Linked DNA regions of Capra hircus: region 1 is linked to region 2. The links are chromatin contacts, called in public Hi-C maps. All regions are on one chromosome and are shown on one strand. The core of a region is the stretch at or near the end of the contact, and the rest is flanking DNA. Distances in the headings are between cores, read along the strand shown. Region 1 holds the start of C23H6orf89 (bombesin receptor-activated protein C6orf89 homolog). Region 2 overlaps FGD2 (FYVE, RhoGEF and PH domain-containing protein 2).

Region 1 (5,675 bases), core at 2,221-4,720, 130 kb before region 2:
GGGAAGAGGGAAGGACTGGGAAGAAAATCAGAGATAAAGGAAGGGAAAGCTAGGAGAATGAAGATCGAATAGGTCAGGGCTAGAAGCAAGGATTAGAGTGACTGTGGCTGGGATAGATGGAAGTCCAAGGTTGTTAGGAGTGTTTGAACATTATCAAAGACAATGAGAGGAGGTTTGGAGGGAGGACAAGAAAGAAATGGGGTCAGTGAACATACTGTAAATGCTTTGCACAGCACTTGATAATGGCAGTTAAATGAATGCTTGCTTTATACCAGGCATCCAGTAAGCACTATTGTGTACTTTCACACCGTTAAAAATCAAACACAAATGGAACTCAGACTTGGAAATTTCCTCATTCACAATTCGTAGAGGTTATACTCCATTTATAGTTATTATAAAATATTGGCCATATTCCCTGTGCTCTGCAATATATCCTTGTAGCTTATTTTTGAACTTTTGACAACACTTAATCTTCAAACCCACAAGAGGTAGATATCACTATTCCCCCTTTTATTTTGAGGAAACTGAGACTTGCAGAGATAACTTGCTCAAAGTACCGCAGCTGTGACCCTGTGCTCTTGACCACAGTTCAGCCCTAGTTTCCTTAATTGCCAGGCAGGAATAAGGGTATACAAGATTGGAAAGGTCAAACCAGACAGTGCGCTCCTTGAGAGAATAACTGAGCCACGTTCATCTTTGTGCCCTCCTCGCAGAGCACTGAACATAGGATGCTTAAGTTTCATTGAATGAATAATAAACAGAAAATTATATTTTAGGGGCTTCCCTAAATGTTTACCACTGGTGGCTCAGTGGTAAACAATCTGCCTGGCATGAATCCCTGCAGGAAGATCCCAGGCACCACCTTAACTAAACTAACTAAGCCCGTGTGCCACACAACTCCTGAGCCTGGGCTCTGGAGCCTGGGCACCGCAACTACTGAAGCCTGTGCACCCAGAGCCCATGCACCGCGACCAGAGAAGCCACCGCACTGAGCAGCGCACGCACTGCAACGCAGAGTAGCCCCTGCTCTCTTCAGCTGGAGAAAAGCCTGTGCGGCAATGAAGACCCAGCACAGCCATAAATAAATGAACAAAATGAGTAAATGAATAAAATTATTTAAAAAAAGAAACTTGCATTTTAGACTGATGAAAGCTGTGCTGATGTAAGGTATAATGAATTTACACTTCCTGCAGTCTTGTGTTCATGCCCTCTTTATGGCCTTTGAGCTGGATGGAAAAGTTTTCATTGTTGGTCCTGTCTGTTGTTATCCGAGTTTCCTTCCTCGGGACCTTACGTAGTTCCTTACTACATATCTTGGGAGGCTTAGGGCATGGTGAAGATGCATTGGGGTTTAACAGAAGCATAAGACAGCACCTTGCTGGCTCATTCCAAAATCCTTACTCAAGAAGCTCAGCTTTGGTTGGACTTTTTATTCCCAAGAGAACATTAGGTGTCAGTGACTTCAGGGCAGAATTGACAAAGAGGCCTAGATTCCTGTTCTAAGTTCACTATTAGATTGCAGCTTGTACTTACTTCATTTATTCTGTATCTAAGTTTAATGTGTCTTCTGAGTAAATGCCCCTTATTAAAAACAAAATTATAACATCATTTTTGAGCTGGAATCCTAAGGATCATCCTCTTTATCTCTGCTCCCTGTAAATGACACATCATCAAACATGTCAACTCTTTTTTCCAAAGGTCCCCAAACTGTATTCCTTTCTTCCCATTCCCACTGCTGCTTCAGACCTTTAACACCAGGATTAGTTCAGAAGCTCCTTTGCTGGAGCTTCCCTTCCCTTTGGTTTCCCTCTAGTAATCTATTTGACACACAGCAGCCAAAGCCCTCCTCTGAAATACTATAAGATATTGCCATGAAGTATTAAACGGTTTCTCTTTGCCTATTAAAATCCCAAATCACTTGGCCTGAGCTTGAAGGCCCTTCATCATTGACCGCTCACTGACTTCTCCAGTCAGATTTTGGACTACTTTATTATCCAAGCCTTATATGTGCAATCAGCATTCCCAGCTTTCAGTGTGCTGCCCAAGCTAGTCTTTTTCCTTGCAGTGCTTTACCAAACTTCACCCAGTCTCCCCTGTTCCATCTCCTGTCTACTCATCCTGTCTGTAGTAGACTCTCCTTCTCTCTTCTCGATCTTTAATTTGGTGCCACATTCCATCACTGTCTAAATGCTTGTCTCCGATTTTCTTCTCACCAAGTAGACTGTCAATAACCTATGTTAGGGACCCTGTCCTTATGCAGTTGGGCTTCCCAGGTGGCATAGTGGTAAAGAATCAGCCAGCAATGCAGGAGACAGGAGTTCAATCCCAAGGTCAGGAAGATCCCCTGGAGTAGGAAATGGCAATTCACTCCAGTATTCTTGCCTGGAGAATTCCATGAACAGAGGAGCCTGGAGGGCTACAGGCTATGGGGTCACAGAGAGTCAGACATGACTGAGCAAGCATGCCTTATCCAGTTCAGTTCAACATTCACACAGGGCGTGTTCCAGATCAGAATCTGAGCAGAGCGAACGTGAAGTCGCTCCGTGTGTCCGACTCTTTGCGACCCCATGGACTGTAGCCTACCAGGCTCCTCAGTCCATGGAATTTTCCAGGCAAGATTACTGGAGTGGGTTGCCATTTCATTCTCCAGGGGATCTTCCCAACCCACGGATCGAACCCAAGTCTCCCGCACTGCAGGCAGACTCTGCTGCTGCTAAGTCGCTTCAGTCGTGTCCGACTCTGTCCGACCCCATAGACGGCAGCCCACTAGGCTCCCTCGTCCCTGGGATTCTCCAGGCAAGAACACTGGAGTGGGTTGCCATTTCCTTCTCCATTGCGTGAAAGTGAAAAGTGAAAGTGAAGTCGCTCAGTCGTGTCTGACTCTTAGCGACCCCATGGACTGCAGCCCAGCAAGCTCCTCCATACATGGGATTTTCCACGCAAGCGTACTGGAGTGCGGTGCCATTGCCTTCTCCAACAGGCAGACGCTAATCTCGAGCAATTTAACCTTCCCATAAACTTCAGCTTGGTTAGTAAGAGGGTAAATGAAGGTTGTTGAAGAAGTTTCACGAATATAAAGTCCTTTGTAATGTGTGGCAAAGAGTAAACATTAATGAGAGTGTATACAGAGTGTATACAGAGTGTATAATGAGTGTGCCGTGCGTAAATTTGAGTGATCTATTTGTCTGCCTTTCTTTTAGATTTCTTACGTTATCCCTCCCACTTCCTTCTCTTAATGCCTAACACGCTGCCTGTCACATAGTAGGAGGCTCAACAAATACTCATTGAGTGAATTAGTTCAGCGATGAAGTCGGCATTGTCTCACAAAGAGACCGCTGGCGAGGACTGCAGAAGGCCGAGAGGGAAGAACTGGCCGCCAGGGGGAGCAAGAAGCCGTGCTCTCCAGATCTCGTGATAGTTCCCAAGTTCTCCGAGACATCGCCAGTTCTACTTCTGGCGGAAGCTTCCGGCGGGAAGAAGGAGCGCGGCCTCGTCTGTGGAGTGGGAGTTGCTTCCGGGTTGCGCGCCCGGAAGTAGGAAGTTGTCGGCCTATCCTCCTCGCCCGGCGGCTTGCTGTCCCCGAGGCGGGAGGAGCCCGAGGGGGCGCGGGCCCCGCATGTAAGTGACTGGGGCCCGAGGCCGGGAGGGGGGAGGCAGCTTCGTGACAACACTGTCGCCGCACCCGTCTGTAAACTCCTCGCGCAGCCCACCTTTCCGCGCCAGTGCCACTCCTGCCCCTGCGCTGACCCCTTCTCTGAGCCTTTGCCGTTTTGCGGACTGACAGCACCCTTCACCAACCCCCCGGGGTCAACTTTCTTAAAAGACTTCTCCCTTTTTTCCCTTGCCTCTGCCGGGGAGAGCAGAGAGTTCCGCCCTAATTGAACTTGTTTCGCGGGGTCACAATAGTGACCAAAACAGCGGTCCTAGCGAAGTCTATATTTCATTGCCCTTTTAGCTTTGTCTTTTTTTTTTTTTTTTTTTGAATGTTTACAGTAGATTTCCCGCTCCACTCCGAAACATCTTTTTCTGATAATTGTTAGGGAAGGAATTAAAAAAAAAAATTTTTTTTTATGATAAACATGGCATCTCGGATTTCAGAAAGGAATATGACTTGGTTTATTGGCTTGATTAAATGAGCTGTTTGTAATCTCCATTTAGAACAAGGAAATTTGCCTGCTTCATGTTGCGTAGTGTTTTAAGATCATTAGTCCTGCAAGCCACACTTCTTTTCTGGTCTAAGAGCCTGCATATCCTTGGTATTTGCCATTACACCAGTTTTAAGGTATTTGGCCTTCTCTTCATGATAGGGGCTTCCCTGGTGGCTCAGATGATAAAGAATCCGCTTGCAATGCAGAAGTGGGTACAATCCCTGGGTCAGGAAGATCCCCTGGAGGAGGAAATGGCAACCTATTCCTGTATTCTTGCCTGGAGAATTCTTAGGACAGAGGAGCCTGGCCGGCTACAGTCCGTGGGGTTGCAAAGAGTCAGACTGAGCGACTAACACTTTCACTCATAATAGAGACTACTTCCAGAATAATTTCTGACTTTTCCTATTTGCTCATTTGGTTGTTCCCATAGTGGAATCTTCCATGGACATCTTTCCCTTAATAAATTTGCTTGTTTGAGTTATGACAGTTTCCCTTTAAGGAAGGACATGCTTTAACCTAAATTTAGCTTTGCTACATTGAAGTTTTGACTGAAGTTCACATCCACCAATTCGAATACCACAGGCCCTGTCTGCCCTTTCTGCTTTAGACCAAAACAGTTTTCAAGACCCAGTTCAAATCCCTGTTCTTCCACAGCTATTTAAAGCTACACACACACAAAATCTAAGTGTGAAGTTCCTATCTTGCTCACCTAAACTCTCATTAGGCTGATGTGTTTTTGAAAAATAAGTAAAATAAACCGCTAGTTTGTGAACAAAATGATTAGGTCTTTTCTATAAATTGTTCAACAGGCAGTGATAAGGTTCCATATCTCTGAGGTGAATTTCCATGTCTGTTATTAGTTTGTGTTGTTATTTTCTCCAAAAAATCTGCTTTCAAGAAACAGTTTCGTGGCAAGGAAGACAAGGAATAGATGTAATACAGGGTGCTAGGGTTGTGTTTAAGGTTCAAAGGGCAGAAATGAAGGGCTGAGATTCAAAGGGCAGAAATAGTGTTCACTCATTGGACAAAGCACAGGAGGATAGTTTTTGTAAACAGAAAATTATGTGTACAGAAGCAGAAAGGTGTGAAATAGTATGGCAGCAAAGAATATGAGGAAAGAATGGGAAACTAGACTGAACAGATAGGCAGTAACCAGTGGGTCATGCTAAGTAATTTGGACTTCATGTTATTATAATTATTACGTATTTAATTTGGGTAATAAGACAAATGTTTTAGATATATCACCTTGTAATTGATTAACAACATGGTTGGAAAGACACAATTATCCTTATTTTATAGATAAAAAACTCTGAGGCTTTAGAGAGGTTAGAACAGTGTCTCATGGCCACACAATAGATGGAGAATCTAGTATTTGAATTCAGCTTTTTCTGACTCCAGTGCTGGTATTCGTAACCACCATGCTAAATTGTTCCCTAGCCAGGCGTGGGAAGTCAAGGAAAGTGCTAAAGTGCTTTGAATAGATGAGCAATGTGAGCCAGTTTGTGTTTTAGAAAAATAATTTGTAGA
Region 2 (4,866 bases), core at 1,368-3,867:
ACTGTCTGATTCTACATACATACATACATATGGTGCACGCCTACTGTCTGATTCTACATACACACATACATATGGTGCACGCCTACTGTCTGATTCTACATACATACTACATACATGCACGCTTACTGTCTGATTCTACATACATACATACATATGGTGCACGCCTACTGTCTGATTCTACATACATACTACATACATGCACGCTTACTGTCTGATTCTACATACATACATACATGCACGTCTACTGTCTGATTCTACATACATACATACGGTGCACGCCTCCTGTCTGATTCTACGTACATACATACGTGCACGTCTACTGTCTGATTCCGATGCTGTGACATCCTGGAAGAGGCATTTTCTCTCTGGATGGAGACAGCGAGAGGGTCAGTGGTTACTGGGGTTGGGAAGGGAGGGATGAACGCAGGATTTTAAGGGTGGTGAGACTGCTTTGTATGGTGCTATAATGGTTGCTGTTGGTTAGTTGCTAAGTCATGTCCAACTCTTTGTGACCCCATGGACTCCTCTGTCTATATAATGGTAGATATCAGTTATTATACATTTATCCAAACCCACAGAATGTGTACAACACCAAGAGTGAAGTGTGATGTGAACTATGAACCTTGGGTAATGATGACAGGTTTGTTGATTCTAACACATGTACCGCTCTGGTGGGGAAGTGTTATTAATGGAGAGGCTGTGCACGTATGGGCACAGGGGGCATCTGGGAAATCTCTGTACCTTCCTCTCAGGTTTGCTGTGAACCTAAACACTGATTAAAAAAAAACAAGGCCCAGAAAGGTTAGGGCCTCCCTGATAGCTCAGTTGGTAAACAATCTGCCTATAATGCAGAGACCCGGTTCGATTCCTGGGTCGGAAAGTTCCGCTGGAGACGGGATAGGCTGCCCACTCCAGTATTCTTGGGGTTCCTTGTGGCTCAGCTGGTAAAGAGCTGGCTCAGTGGTAAAGGCTTACCCACTCCAGTATTTTGGCCTGGAGAATCCCATGGACTCTATAGTCCATAGGGTCACAAAGAGTTGGACACGACTGAGTGACTTTCACTTTCTCTTTCAGAAAGATTAAGTAACTTGCTTGGGGCTCACACAGCAAATCCTTGTTTGCATGATCAAGCCCAGATATAACAGAGTCCAGAGCCTCTGTATCTAACCAGCATACTATACTGTCTCCTATTAAGGCTTCAACCCAGAGGGATAAAGCATAGGGTGGAACTGCAGGCATAGTGGAGGAAATGGGAAGAAAACCCTCTGGGCCACCCCTCTCTGATGGCTCCTAAGTCCCGGTGGCCGGGGCTGGAAGAAACAGAGGTCAGATCTGGCCCATCTTAGTATCTTTCCATCTCCCCTTTCCCTCTCCTTACCCCACATGACATCTCCCAGGATTTGCCCCAGGAGGCAGCCCAATTCTGACCCTGGAGACCTCCTGAGGTCTGAGAGCCCCTGCAGGAGGGCCTTGCCCCCGCTCCTGACTTGGATTGCCTGGCATTTGGGGCTGAAACAAGGGCTGGGGGTGGGGTGTAGTCTGAGGGTGATGAGAGCTGATGGCTGGACATGGGCAGCTTCTGGGGGCTCCCAGTCCGCCCCCCATGCCTCAGCAGACTGAGGTCTTTTGGGAACGCAGCCCCCTACTCTGTGTCATCCAGCTTCTCTTACTGAATGTGGCCAGAATGTCCCAGAGGCCAGAGCAGGCATGCGCTTGTACGTCTGGGCGCCGTGGTGGGTGAGACTGAGAAATTGAGAAATTGAGACTAGAGAAATTGGAGACTGGCAGCCCTGTCTTAGGACTGGCAGAGACCCAGGCATAGAAAAAGAGAGGCAAAGATTGACAGAAAAGCCAAGAAATATAGAGACCAAAACAGAGTCGTTAAGAGGAAATCCATAAATATGTTCCCTAGAGTGTCTGACGCTCAGGATGTGTGCGCCGTCTTCCCGGCGTCTGCCAGTCTCGGCGAACACAATCACTGCAGGGCGTGTCTGGTGCTCTGGTGGTCACACAGCGCCCTCTCCTGGATGGCGCGGGCCTGGCGGGTGCAGAGCTGTCCACCCAGCCGCGTTTGTACAGGAATCATTTTCTGAGTCTGAGGTTTGGAGGCAGGGCTGGTCTTTGACCACTATGATGGCTCCCACTAGCCCATACCCCCCGGCCTCTCTCCTTCCTGAGTGTCAGGGAGCCCTGGATCTCAGCAGCTGATTTCCACCCCCCAGGGGCTCAGTTCAGCTCAGTCACTCAGTCGTGTCCGACTCTTTGCGACCCCATGGACTGCAGCACGCCAGGCCTCCCTGTCCATCACCAACTCCCGGAGTTTACTCAGACCCATGTCCATTGAGTCGGTGATGCCATCCAACTATCTCATCCTCTGTCGTCCCCTTCTCCTCCTGGCCTGCCTGGGTCCTATCTTTGTGCCATTCTGCACAGGGCCATCCTGGGTGTGGGCCCTTGGGCACTCATGGACCCAAGACAACTGCGTCTCCATGGACAGCTGTGCAGGTTGGGCACTGCACGAGCACCTCCCAGCTAAAACGAGCGCTCGGCAGCCACAGCAGACAGCACAGGTTGCATATAGACAGTTCTCATTGTCCGGCAGATGGCAGTCAAGTCTCGGGTTCAACAAACCAGACTCTTGACTATTACATCAGTTTGCCAACAGATGTCAGTAAAGTGTTTTGAGGAAGAGGTGTCTTTTTCTAATTAGCACAAAGGCACTGCATGGGCTGGCAGGGACCTGACTGCCAAGTCTGGTGGTTGAGCCTGGGCACAGCCCAGCTCGGGAAACTGTCCTTCAGAAACCTACATCCTGCACCCCTGCAGAGGTGGTCCCTCAGGTCAGGGATCTCCCCAGTTCCCCTTTACTATGAAAAGCGTCATGTTTCTTCCCAGCTCTGGCCTCCAAGCCTTAGATTTCTCCCTTCTTGTCCCTCTCCCTCCCCCAGTCAGTCATGGAGTCTTGCCAGATTCCTGATATAGACCCTTTGAGCCTCCGCATTGTCAAGGGTATCAAGAGCAGGTCACATCCAGCCCCTTCTAGAGGCAACGGGCAGGTTCTGTGGGCCCAGTGAATAGACCAGGCCTCTCGTGAGCAAGTCATGCTCTTGCAGGAGTGGTGGGCGGCCTGAAAGTGTGCCAAGGCCTGCTCACCTTGCGGCAGGGAGCTGCAGAGGGGCCAAGTGTCAGGTGGGTTCACGTCCCTCCATGCTAGGCCCCTGGGCTCCAGGTCTGTGTCTTCACTTCCTTTCATGACCCTGTCTTCACACGGCCTGGGAGGCATCTGTGTTTACCGGGCTCTGGGGTAGAGTAGAAAGAGACGTGCTTCTACCTTACCCATGAGGACCGAAACCCTGAGTCTGAATCTTCATTCTGCTCTTTAGATGCTGTGTGACCCCAAGCAGGTCTCTTGTCCTCTCTGACCTCCATTTCCTCATCTCCCAAATGAGGGTGATAATATCTGCCTCTCAAGATTGCTGTAAAGATTTTCATTCACATCTGTTTATTATGGACACTTTTAAGGGGAGAAAATGGTACCTCATATATTCATCACCTGGTTAGGATGACTGTCAACTCAAAACTGGTCTCTTCAGCAACCCCCCTTCTAGTCCCCTTTTCCAATGGATTATTTAAGAGCAAATCTCAGACACGCAATCATTTCACCTATAAATACTTCAGTATGTCTTTGTAAGAGGCAGGAACTGTTTTTTTTTTTTTTTTTTTTTTTTTGGGAACTGTTTTTTAAAAAAGATATTTTATTTTATTTTTTGGCCATTCCATGCTGCATGTGGGATATTAGTTCCCCAGCTGAGGATCAAACCCTTGCTTCCTGCAGTGGAAACTCAGACTGTACCGCCAGTGAAGGCCCAAGGACTCTTTTCTCTTTTTTTTGCCCTAAAAGATGCCAACAGTACCATGATTACATCTAACAAATTAATGATACTTATTTAATAACAGAGAGATCCCTTGGTTCTCCTTGGCTGGGTCGTAATTGCCTTCTCACAGCTGATCTGTGTGAATCATTTCTGATATGCTTCTTACATGCCCTTTATCTATCATACTTCCCTCTCCTACTTTCCTCTCATTTATTAATTGAAAATCAGATCATTTCTCTGGCAGAGTCGCTCTCAGTCTGGATTCTGCTGACCGCACCCCAGTGGTGTCATTCACTGTGTCCCATGGGCCCCCATATTCCCCAGAAACTGGTAGATGACCACGGGTTCAGCTGTGCCAGAGGACTGCAGCCGGTGGCAGGCAGTGCCCTCAGGGACACGTGGTGGCCGTTAAGTGTTAGAACTGATCAGTGGGTTCAGCAGTTGTGCCCATTAAATGAGAACACGTGCGGGTGCTCAGCGAAGCGCTTTGTGACCGGCAGCCTTCACAGCGGCCTCGGAACCTGCGGAGTTCTGGGATGAGGGTGGTGGAGGACAGGAGGTGGAGATCTGTCCGGTCTGTCGAGCTGTTATCAATTCCTTCATTCACGATATGGGGCAGAGGGTTTCATCCTAGGCCCTATGTCTGCTATTGGAAAAGCCGTGTCCCCAAACCCAGCGTGTGAGCCAGTTTCCATCTTGGTGACCCTTTTGTCGGGAGTCCCCGCCTCACCCTGGGCAGGCTTATCTGCTGAAGTTCTGGGAGCCCCAGGTCCCGTCTGCTCTGTTGATCGAGGCCAGCTCGGGGCACCTTTGCTGGGCTAGACGGAATGGGGAGCCACTGAGCAAGCTCCCCATCCTTGTCTCTCTGTTTGAATTGTCCCTGGGGCACGATCCTCCTCCCTCCCCACCACAGTGCCTGGGGGGGGCGGGCGGGAGCCTGAGCCATCTCTCCCTCTCTTTGGAGCAGGTGCGGGAGCTGACTGACGCAGAG

What was found. Hi-C and Micro-C count contacts between places; a contact is called where the count stands out from the background.
Region 1: a contact with region 2 is called in a Hi-C map of blood, with 6 times the contacts expected there. The contact joins the promoter of C23H6orf89 here to the enhancer-like site in region 2. A contact is called at or near these places in 2 of 5 Hi-C or Micro-C datasets (both in blood).

Annotation. Positions count from the first base shown.
Region 1 is chr23:37,950,535-37,956,209 of ARS1.2, reverse strand. C23H6orf89 (bombesin receptor-activated protein C6orf89 homolog) reads left to right here and starts at 3,470. Exons shown (of 9, transcript XM_013973851.2): 1 at 3,470-3,618.
Region 2 is chr23:37,821,257-37,826,122 of ARS1.2, reverse strand. FGD2 (FYVE, RhoGEF and PH domain-containing protein 2) reads left to right here. Exons shown (of 16, transcript XM_018039186.1): 10 at 4,843-4,866. Among named protein-coding and RNA genes, the nearest start is that of FGD2, 20 kb to the left of the region's middle. Within about 2 kb of position 2,617, at least 4 of the 5 cell types and tissues checked have an H3K27ac peak or open chromatin away from gene starts, as enhancers often do.